Linked DNA regions of Hordeum vulgare: region 2 is linked to region 1. A link is a contact called in public Hi-C data. All regions are on one chromosome and are shown on one strand. Each heading gives the region's core, a stretch centred on a gene start, on an enhancer-like site or on the middle of the called end of the contact. The rest is flanking DNA. Distances are from core to core; before and after follow the strand shown. Region 1 holds the start of LOC123402758. Region 2 holds the start of LOC123402522 (nucleobase-ascorbate transporter 6-like).

The links. Hi-C and Micro-C count contacts between places; a contact is called where the count stands out from the background.
Region 2: a contact with region 1 is called in a Hi-C map of leaf, with 3 times the contacts expected there. The contact joins the promoter of LOC123402522 here to the promoter of LOC123402758 in region 1. A contact is called at or near these places in 2 of 6 Hi-C or Micro-C datasets (leaf and seedling).

Annotation. Positions count from the first base shown.
Region 1 is chr6H:508,402,092-508,407,605 of MorexV3_pseudomolecules_assembly, reverse strand. It overlaps LOC123402758, which reads left to right and starts at 3,178. Exons shown (of 4, transcript XM_045096713.1): 1 at 3,178-3,635. The coding sequence starts at 3,387.
Region 2 is chr6H:508,966,427-508,971,940 of MorexV3_pseudomolecules_assembly, reverse strand. It overlaps LOC123402522 (nucleobase-ascorbate transporter 6-like), which reads right to left and starts at 3,270. Exons shown (of 14, transcript XM_045096442.1): 1 at 2,788-3,270; 2 at 1,017-1,114; 3 at 757-933; 4 at 566-666; 5 at 365-440; 6 at 229-288; 7 at 1-117. The coding sequence starts at 2,908.

The DNA of each region.
Region 1 (5,514 bases), core at 1,929-4,428:
TCCTACCTTTTATTTTCTAAATGTCCAATTATCATGATCAATATTGGCGTGCAGTGTTGTTGGCATGTCCATCAGTGTTGTAATGGTGTGTCTTATTTTTGTGATGCAAATTACCCTGGATTAGTTTCTTATCTTTTCCATTGAAATTTAGCAGGGAGAACCTATGAGGAGAAAAGCATGGGCACACATCGTTAAGATTAATGCTTTTTAAAGCTGGTCGCTTCAAGTTCTCAACTCGCTGAAATTGTTAGTGAGGTTGATTTGCAAGTTACAAATCCAAGTTCAGTTAACACTTCTGATCAAGATATGCTAGACATGGTAAATGTTGTAGAACAAGAAGAAGTCATAACAACACCTTATGACAAAGACTGTGGTAAACGTTGTCAAATTTCAGAGCTCCCACCAGACAAGCAAGATGACACTCGACATTTTTATATATCTAAGGGAGCATATCGACCAGAGTTGGAAGAATACCCTCTGACCTTTTTGGAAATTAATGGCAAAGGGGGAGAAATATGAAAGCTACCAATAAGCTTACATAAAGGGGGAGAAATATCAAAAGGGGGAGATACATGTTCCTAAGGGAAGGTCTGCCTAAGGGGAGATCTACCTAAGGAGATATATCAAATCTTACATATTCAGGGGAGCAACACCATTAAGGGGGAGAGAGAGATAAAATTGTTTCAGATATTTTTTCCACTATCTTTGGATTGAACTTGTCTTCCCCTATCTACTCCTAATACCTACATGCTATGATTCACGGGAGAGGTAATCTTACTTATTCATTCTTAAGGGAGAAAGTTCTAAACTCTCTTGGAGACATATCTATCATCAAATCAGAATTCTCATATGTCTTCAATATCTTGGTACCTTTGAAGCTCTTTGCATCCTTACAATAGAGTACTCTTGTGTTGTCTAACATTTGTTTTCCCAGTTGTAGTCCTACTGCTAAGACTCTCAAGAACCTCAAGGTAAGTATATGCATCATATCCTTGTTCACGATGATCTCTTGTCTCTTGCACATATTGTTTGCAAGAGTGAGTCTTGAACATGGAAGTTCTTCACTCACATATCTTTGATGCATATAGCCAAGATTTACATGGCATGTCTTGTCCTTCTATCATGTGTGTGCCCATGCAGTCAAAAGCAACTATCCTTTAAAAGGGATTGCACACATTTAGGGGGAGCTTGCACTGGTCATGTATCTTTCAAAGCGGACATATTCTAATGCTTATCTTCATTTGAAGCTTTGTTTGTGTGTTGTGATTCAGTAACCAACTTTCTGTACCACCAACTTTCACATCGGTGCCATCGAGATTCAGTGACCAACTTTTTGTTGAGAAGATTCCAAGAATCGCAATTTCCGATTTTGAAATCGGTCTCACCGAGATTTGGAAACTAGTCTAGGTCATCGAATCGATACCACCGAGATTCATATATCGGCCTCATCGAGAATTCAAAAGTTGACACATTTAGTGCAACTCGGTACCACCGAGATTCGGTGTCACCGAGTTGGGCAATAATGTTGTAACAGTTGGATTTTGGGGATGCCTATATATACCCCTCCACCCACCTCTCATTTATAGAGGAAGCACTTAAAACACACTTATACTTGCGAGATCCATTCTTGTGAGAGAGAGCCACCTACTCACGTGTTGAGATGAAGAGATTCCATTCCAACCATTTGAACCTTGATTCATAGCCTCCCCAAGTTGCTTTCCACAAGATCAATCTCTTCTACCCCTGCCAAATGTGTGTGAGAGAGTGATTGAGTGTTGAGGAGACTATCTTTAGAAGCACAAGAGCAAGTAGTTCATCGTTCTACAACATCTATTACCTTTGGGAGGGTGGTGCCTCCTAGATTGGTTAGGCGTCGCTTTGGAGCCTCTCACTTCGTGCTGTGGAGTTGAACCAAGATGTTTGTAAGGGCAAGGAGATCGCCTACTTCGTGAAGATCTACCATGAGTGAGGCTAGTCTTGTATGGGCGAAAGCCATGGTGGAATAGGCAAGGCCGCTTCTTCATGGACCCCTTGCCGGTGGAGCCCTCTGTGGACTCTCGCAGCCGTTATCCTTCGTGGGTTGAAGTCTCCACTAACATGGACGTATGATAGCGCCACCTATCGAAACCATGCCAAAAATCACTGTGTCAACCTTTGCGATCTTCCTAAACTCTACTTCTTATTACGTATGCGGAGTCTTTACTTTTCGCTGCCATATTTGTTGACTAGCATGTGTAGGATGCACTAGACTTGTTAGAAATGCTAAAATCTGTCAAGCACTAAAATTGAAAAAAGACTAGGATTTTAATTTATGCAAGTAGTCTATTCACCCCTGTAGACACCTCTTCTATCGACCCACACAAGACCAGTATGGCTCATATCAACAAGGTGATAGAAAAGCAAAATGAGAAACTACCTACCGATGCAAGATTGAGCCTTAAGACTACCATCGATGCCATGAGGTTAGCATTTTTTTACATCAACTAAGATTTGGCATGAATTAATGTTTTGATATCCAACATCTAGTCGCTACCTCATTTTCAGCTAGATGTGTGCACCAAAACCTTGTTCGACATGATTATTTTGTCTTATGATATTTTGTATCTACCTTGTTCGACATGATTATTTTGTACTAGATTTATTTTTCTTTTACTTGCCTTGGCTTCCGTCACTGCGGTGAACTGCCGACTGTCCGGCAGCCGGCCAACCGAGACTTGCCGCAGCCGTACTCCCCGCATGGCACTGCACTGCAACACGTCGGCACCACAGGAAATCGCCACCGCTCCAAGTCAAAACAGCGGCCCACCCGCAGCGACCGCGCCAGGCAGGTCAGAGAGCGTGAGCCAGCCGCACCGAGCAACGCAGGCCGAGCCGAACTGTCAGAAATGCCCCTGCTGCCCCCGTCTCCTCCCACTCCCCACAGCAGCACGACCCGCACCCCAACCCCAATCCCCCCCCCCCCCCCATCTCTCTCCTCGACCTCGCGCGCCGTCTCTGCCGCGATCCCTCCCTCCCCACTCCCCCCAAATCGCCGTTTTTTTCTCGCCCCCTCCCACCCCCCCCCCCCACCCCGCCTCGGATCGCGCCCGAACCCCTCGCCCGCCCCGCCCCGCCCCGCCGACCCCACCCCAAACCCCCAATTCTCGCGCCGGCCCTGCGCGCAATCGGCCCCGATTCCGGCCCGAATTCGACCGCGCCGAGGCCTGCCGTCTCCGGCGGGCGTCCCGCCTCCGCAGGAGCGGGTTCGATGCGGGGTCGCGCGGCCCGGACGGAGCCCCCGCGGATCTAGGGTTTCGGTGCTAGGGTTTACCGCAGGCGGTGGCGATCGATCCGGTGATGGTGCGGCGCGGCGCCGGCAGCCGCCGAGGAGGGGTCGATGCGGGGCCATGCGCGGCGGTGAGCGGCCTCTCGTTCGGCACATGTGGCCGGCAACTCGCGTAGAGGCAGAAGCAGCAGCTCCAGCTTCGGCACGCGGACCTCCTCCTCCCGCCCCTTCCGGTTCGTGTGCCCCCCTTACACCGCTGACAACATCCCACCCTCCGGTGCCGACGACTCCCCCAGCCACGCCGCGAAAGCAGCAGCAGCAGGTCGTCCGTTCTCCGCCTCCGGTGTCACCTGACGACTTCTTCGTAAAGGTGCCTCATCTGATGGGAATACCCTTTGGAATTTGCCAGTATCGTAATTGCTCTTATGCTTCTGCTTGAAATTTTTCATCTATATTATGTACTGTAACTAGACTAGATTTCTTTCTGCTCTTGGGAGAATAGAGAGAGATGGACATGTAAGGAAATTATGTGTTTATAAACTTGAGTTTTTATCTGTTGAATTGGATGCACCGAAAGGTCCACCCAAAAGCCCAAGGGGAAAGTCGATCAATATATTTCAACACAACCTCTCAGTTTTAGGATCTTTCAAACCTCACATGGGCATTGTCGGCCATAACTATTTTATCCATAGCGCGTTCACGAGTCTTGAACACGAGGCTTCCTTTATCGGATGCCTTAGTGGGAAAGGTTGTCAATATACTTCAGCAATATCATAATTGTTGTTCTGCATCTGCTTGAAAATTATCATCTGTATACTGTACCTAGACTGCTGCCTCTTGAACCTAGGAAATTAGAGATGGTGGTCTCCAACACGTAAGAAAATCATGTGCTCTCTAAACTTGAGTTGCATTATTCGAATGGCATGCACTGACCATTTTGCCCAAAAGCTTGAGCTGAGGGGGAAAGGTGGTGAATATATTTGAACACCCCCATCAGGTCTAGGCTCTTTTATACCTTATAATTAACTTGGGACCGATGTAGCCTGTGGGTCTTGACCTTGAGACCTTTTGTCTCTGATGCTGTATTGAATTGCATGCACTAGCCAGTTCACCCAATAGCTCAAGCTGATTGGAAAGGTGGTTATTTGAACAGCGTGCTAGCATGAGGTGCTAACATGCTAAGAGCTGGGTCGGTGTGCGTGTTAGAACCTAATTTGATCATATAATTGGCTCTTGGTATAGGAGTAAGAAAATGATGTTTAAGGCATTTTACAAGCATTATGTTGGTCATTGGTGATTTGGTGTGGACATACGTGTTTCATGGTAAGCCATGCCTTACTTATGCTGGAGTTTGCCACAGTGATGTGTTTTACCTGCTGTTTGCACATCTTTAGTTGTTTGTTTTGCTGATGCACTACATACTAGGAAATTCCTAAACAGTTGCTGATTATTGAGCTTATATATTGCAAAGTAGGAAAATAAGAAGCAAAAATGGAGACCAGACCTAAAACGTGGGTATATTGATATCTCCTTCTGCTGTTTACCCTAGCTGTTGTGCTCCGTGATGCATTATAAGTTTATAGTTTTCCTTTTGAGAAGAAAGTTCTTCTAGGTTTGTATATGCTGGTTATTGTTGCAGATCGACAAACCTAGCAAAAAAGAACTCACTTGCCCAAGCTGTACAGATAGGACATTTTACTTGGTGGCCGTCTTTCAACTGTTTGTTGGGTCCATCACTTAATGTTCATTAGCTTCGTCTGAATTACAAAAAATGTTATTGCACCTCACTTATGAGGAAATAAATCTGAATCATGGTGTCGCTGTGGTCTATCTTGAAGTAATGTCCAGAAAATATAACGGAGGTCATAAGGGTGTGATTAGATCTTGAACATGGTCTATGCTTTCTGATCTTGCTGAAGGAGTTTTTGGCTGTTCTACAATTTTACACCAAGAAGATAACTTGATTATTTTCACATTTTGTGGTTTAGCAGCTTGGCTATATGCCAAATTGCTGTTTTGTAGAGACATTCTTATTTGGCCCTTTCCTAAAATGTTCTTCCTGATTTGGGCTAAATAAACATTTCCTACCTTATTTGAAACTAGACGTAAATGTGTTCTTTATTGACATTTTCGTCCATTTTGCTCACTAACAGTGTTAAGCAAGAAGTGAAAAGACATTTCTTCCCCTCATGTAGATAGCTCATGTAAATTTGCAGTTCTCTAATTATGCTGAACTCATTAGGCAAATA
Region 2 (5,514 bases), core at 2,021-4,520, 560 kb before region 1:
CCTGTAAGCTCCTCCAACCGTCAGAAGATATGCATAGAGCCACACTATGGGAATAGTGAAGAGAACAGCAAAACGGTCGAAGATCGACTTCATCATGTGGATGGTATGCGGCAGGTACTGCAAAAAATGAAAGGGTGAGGGGTGGGGCATAAAAATGCAGCTGGAGCACAAAGTTATGCTGCATAACAAAAGGTTAAAAATATTGAGTGCATAGGAATTGAGTCGAACCATGGCGAATATCACCAAAAGGATTAGTTCAGGCAGACCAATCTCAACACATTTAGCAACCTGTATATTTGTTGTTCAAACATAAGTATGTATGATTAAACAAGTATCGAGTAGAAACACAATGCTCAGATCTTACCGATGGAAAACCCAGCTCATACAGTCCAAAGCCAACTAACGCTATCAAAGGAGCAGCTGACAGTGGACTGAGATATCTGAAACAAAAATCAGTATATTCGTGAGATTGAAAGCTACTCCTGCTAGAACACTTCTTGCTTCAGTGCATATGGAACAGCAATTTAGTTGAGAAATAACAATTATGCGGTGTTCATCTTCCTACCTTGCAACATTGCGCCAAAGGCCACTGAAGCCAACTATGATCTGTAGTGCAGAAGCAACGATCAAAGCACCTTGCGTTCCACGCATGATTTTGAGGAATTTCTTCAAAAATAAAATCCAGGTGATTCATTAGTCTATATTTAGGAAAAGATTACTGGGAAGCAGGTAGAATTATCAGCCTTTTCAACATACAGTGTGCGGGTCTGGTTCGTTCGTGTAGCGCCCTGCGAGTATGATCGAAATGGTAGGCAGAACAAAGGTGTATGATCCACCAATCACCGCAGGCAATCGGGTACCAAAGAAACTCTGTAGAAGGGTGTTGATTCCAGCCACAAACAGCAATGTCTGGATAACAACTGCCTTGTCCTCCTAGCAAAGTTGAAACACCATTAGTCATCAATCAACAGATTCAGTCCAAAGCAACACCACTTGGTAATCTAGTGTAGCCTTACATTGTTCCCTCCCATCTGTGGAACAAGTGCAGTAGGTATGATAACAGTAGTTCCAAGCATGACCAGATAATGCTGAAAGCCAAGAAGAATGGCCTCCGCTGCATTATGTAAGATTTCATAATCAAATTTCAGAACCAAGTCATATAAGTTACACAGAATATAGTGGAAGTGTATAGATAAACTATTTCAATAGTTAAATTTTCCTGCTTTCTGTAGACATACTTCGCAAGGCAGGCTAGCAAAAAGATAAGAAGCAAAACATATTTTGTTGATCAAACTTTGAAGAAATGCATACAAAAATATAACTGCCGATATGACCACATCATCCAGTTTGAACAAGGACTTCTTGTTCATCATTTTTCCATGCAGAGTTCAACCTTACAACTCTCCCATGTAATGAGCAAGAGTTCAAGACATAAAAGGACTGTCATTAACACCCCCCCCCCCCCGGTCCTGATGCGTACAGAACTAAGTTCAGGAAGGGCGCGCATTAAATGCATAAAGAAGATTAGGATATAACAAAATAATGTGACTCTTTATTTGCAGTGTCAGCTTTACATGTTTATTTGACTCGGTTCAGACTCAGACACAGACAAGTGACTCATAACCAAACAAGAATTCGATCTTCTACAAAATGGATCATACTTATTACCGGCAGTACTATTTGTACTGAAGCGCCCGTACACAGAGCAAGCCGGTACATCCCTGCATTAACTTAAACAAAGCTGCTTGGAAACAAGCTACTACTATCTATCTAAAACAAACAAAGAATGTCTGATAACGCAGAAGGCAGAAAATGGAAATGAAAACGCCCTGCCAAGTATCTGGAGCATGAATGCAGCTGAGTGTGACAACGATGGGTGGACACGGACCTCCGGTTTGGAACCACCTACCGACACGGTCAGTGCCTAGGAATTCACTGGAACCACAGCACGGAACACGCCAAGTAAACATAGAAGAAGATAGTAGATCGGCAACAATATACTTATATAGTAACCGGAAAGAACGCCCGGTGCACGCGGTAAAGCAGAAACGAGTCAACGCGTGAGTTCATATGAAACCTTGGCTCATTTGTACTACCACCGTACAAAATCACAAATATAGCACCAGATTCCCGAAAACTCGTGAGAATAGAAGCCAGAATCAAAGGTAGATTGAGAAACCAGACCGCGACTTGAACATCAAAGGTGGGAACAACACCAAGAAAATCCATCGAAAAAACCCCACCCATCCGACAATCATGCAAATTCCTTGTCTGTTGAATGTCGAGTAGCATCAAGCCATCAATCAACACGGGTCAAAGCTTTGCAGCGTCAGCTATTATTATCGGATACAGATAAACTATGCAGAGGATATTCAACGCGGAACCTCATTAAAGCGCATTAATAAACTACTTGCAGGGGGAACAAAACGGAAAAGGCAGCCCGCTTTTTATTTTGGAGGAATATCCGAGTGAGAAACCGGGGAGGAAAGCTCGGGCGGGCAGGCGGGCAGGCAGATCTGGCGGCGGTTCCTCGCCGCGCAACAAGCCCGAGCGAAAGCGAGGCGCATCTGCGAGCCCCATCCACCAACCACCGAGGCCACGAAACCCACCACCCCCGAAAACGACGGGAGCAACGGCATGACCAGCAAGCAAGCAAGCAGCCCGTCCGTCGCCATCGCGACCGGGAAAACCCAGCCCCGCGAAGAGAAACCCCGAAACGGACGCCCGGAAAACCGCCGGTGATACGAGAGGAAGGGAGGGAGGAAGGGAGCGGAGCGGAGCACTCACGCCACGGAGGAGGGCTGGTGATGCAGTAGGAGACCCCGGGCAGCTGGTCCTTGACGGGGTGCGGCGCCATGTCGTCCTGCTTCTGGCCCCCGCCCCCGCCCCCGCCCCCGCCTCCGGCCATCTCTCCCGCGCCCCTCCGCCCCGCCTCAGATCACGCGCGCTCCTCCTCCTCCTCCTCCCGAGACCTCAAACCAGAGCCACAATGCGAGCCCGTGGAGCGGTAGCGGGGCAGTGAGGAGTGGGGGAGTGGCGTAGCGGTACAGCGGCCTCCAGTGGTGGTAGTGGTGGTGGTGGTATGGTATGGTAGTAGTACCACGGCTCCTCCCAAGGAAGGACGCTACCGCTAGCGTGTGGTGCTTGCGCTGCTGGGTGGTGGGTCCGTCGGAAGCGGTCAAAAAAGCGGCTCCAGCACGGCGCGCCGCTGCTGCGGTGCAGAGCGGGGTGGCAGGAGGAAGCGGTTGTTTTGTTCTGCCCCGCGTCGTCACCCTACCCCCTCTCTCTCTCTCTCTGCCTCGGTTTTGCCTTTGGCGTGGGGAGGGAAGGACGAGGGAGGGAGGGAGGGAGCGGTTCACGGCACCGCGCACGCCGGCGCAGCGGTCCAAAACCGCATTTACGCCCCCGCTTGTCCTGCGCGTGCGGCCCCTTGCGCCCCACCGCGAATCTCCCCTGTAGCTACAAGTATCCCACTGTACCAGTACTAGTACGTACGTAGCACTCCTCTTCTCTCTCCCCTGCCCCTGCTCGTGCTCGGCGGAGACGACGCTTCTGCGTGGCTTCTCCGCTTCTCGGATGGGAGTTCCGCATTCGCGGTGAAATCTTTCAGGGAAGCGTATTTTTGGAGTGGTGGTGGATAGATTTGGGCATTCGGTTTTCCGTTCCCGTTTCCTGGCCCGGTTGTTTGTTGCCTGGCTGGATGGCTCTTCGACTCGCCCCGGGTTTCCTGGTCGGCGGCGTGGCTGGGAACGTGGTTCCATCATGGATTGTGCGTGAAGAAAGGGGTTTTCCACCTTGCCCGGCCCAGCACTGCCACGGCAGTGCATGCACTGCACTACAGTGCTTTTCCTTGGGGAGCTGCTATGCAAGACAAGAGGAAAAAGAAGGGTAAAAGCCATGTCGACTGACTGAATTATTGTGCCTGTTTTCGGCAGGAAATGCCTTGTATACATATACATGATGAGGAGGTACTAGTACTACTCGTACTCGTACGAGCCGGATGGACGGGCTCCCTCCTCTTTTCACTTTCCCGTGTCCTGTTCCGCGGGAGATGTGAAAACAGCACGCAGGTGCGTACAGGGATGATGCTTTTGGCGACCTGTACGCGAACGCAAAGCAGCGCCGCCGTACGCACCGCGGCCCCCTATCATTGTGCTCATCCGCCTGCTGCCGCCCTTGCCGGCACCCCCCGTTTACTGCCGCGGCAGCATTTCGTTCGCTTTTTCCTCGCCGGGGCAGCCTCTCTCTCCATCTACGCGATGATTGGATTAGTCACGGACGGGCTCACACGCAGCAGCAATCCAATCCGCAGACAGCCCCACGGCACGGCATGTACATTATTCCCCCATTTATTTATTCCTGAATGAAACACCGTCGTGCGGATCAAATCTAATCTACAGAGACCACCACATGCTGCTGCTGCCGCCTGCTGGCCATCGTCCAACTACAGCTCCACTAGTCCACTATACTTACCGCGAGCAAAGTGCATGTCCTGACCATCCCCCCGTGGTCGTTAACCCAGGGCAGTGTAGTTTATTACCGGTAGTAGCTAACCTGCCTCGAACCGCTGAGGTTTTCCCGGCAAAAAGAGAAGCGCTGGCTGGGTTTTAGCAGGAGCAGTACCACAGGGTGGGCATTGATTAGGGAAAATGCGTGCATGGAGATCCCGGCCGTGCATGCAATGATTCATTTGAAGCGATCAATGAAGGTTGGCAGCAGGTTGGCGTGTGTATGTATGTAGGAGTAGCTCTCTGATGATGACTAGGCAGTGCAGTAGTAGTACTCCTACAGGGGAAGCAAGCAAAATGGGACAAGCGAGGGATACCCGCGACTGTTCAGAACCTGAAGAAGTAAATGCAGCGGAGTGAAGGATGTCACGCCAAAACTCTCTTCTGCGTTCATTGTCGGTCGGCTTGCGTTTACGGAATTGATTACGGAGCGTGATGAACGCGCAAGGTGGTCAAACGTTATTGCTGGGAGTAGGTATTACAGTACTATACTGTGCTGCATGCGTCTTGCACAAAGCCGATTTAAGGGCTGTGCACGCAGCAAAGGTGTCAGGAGTAAAAGCGCGGCTTGGGCTAGAGAGCGCGGGTTCCCCTGTTGCGTTGTGGGGGTGTCGAACGGGAGCCGTCTGATTGGAATTGACGGCGGATCGGCTGAAAGAGTGTGCTTGGTCAGTGCTGGTACCGTAGAGCCGTTCGAGTGGAGCGTACCTGCCCAAACGGGCTGCCCGACACGGCCCGTCAGAATCGTGTTTGGCACGGCACGGTCCGTTTATTGCCGGTCCACATGCTCGGGGTCCAGGCGCAAGCACGGTTCGGAGGCTATACGGGTCGACCCATCGGCACATCAGGCCCGCTGGCTTGTTAGGATTTTAGTATTTTAGACCGTTATTTGGGTTGATTTCGACCTGTTCGGTTATTATTTGGATCGATTTTGACATAGTGGGCTATTTTTTTGTTAATTTTGATCTATTGGGCTTTTTTATCTTATATATATAGAAAAATAAAA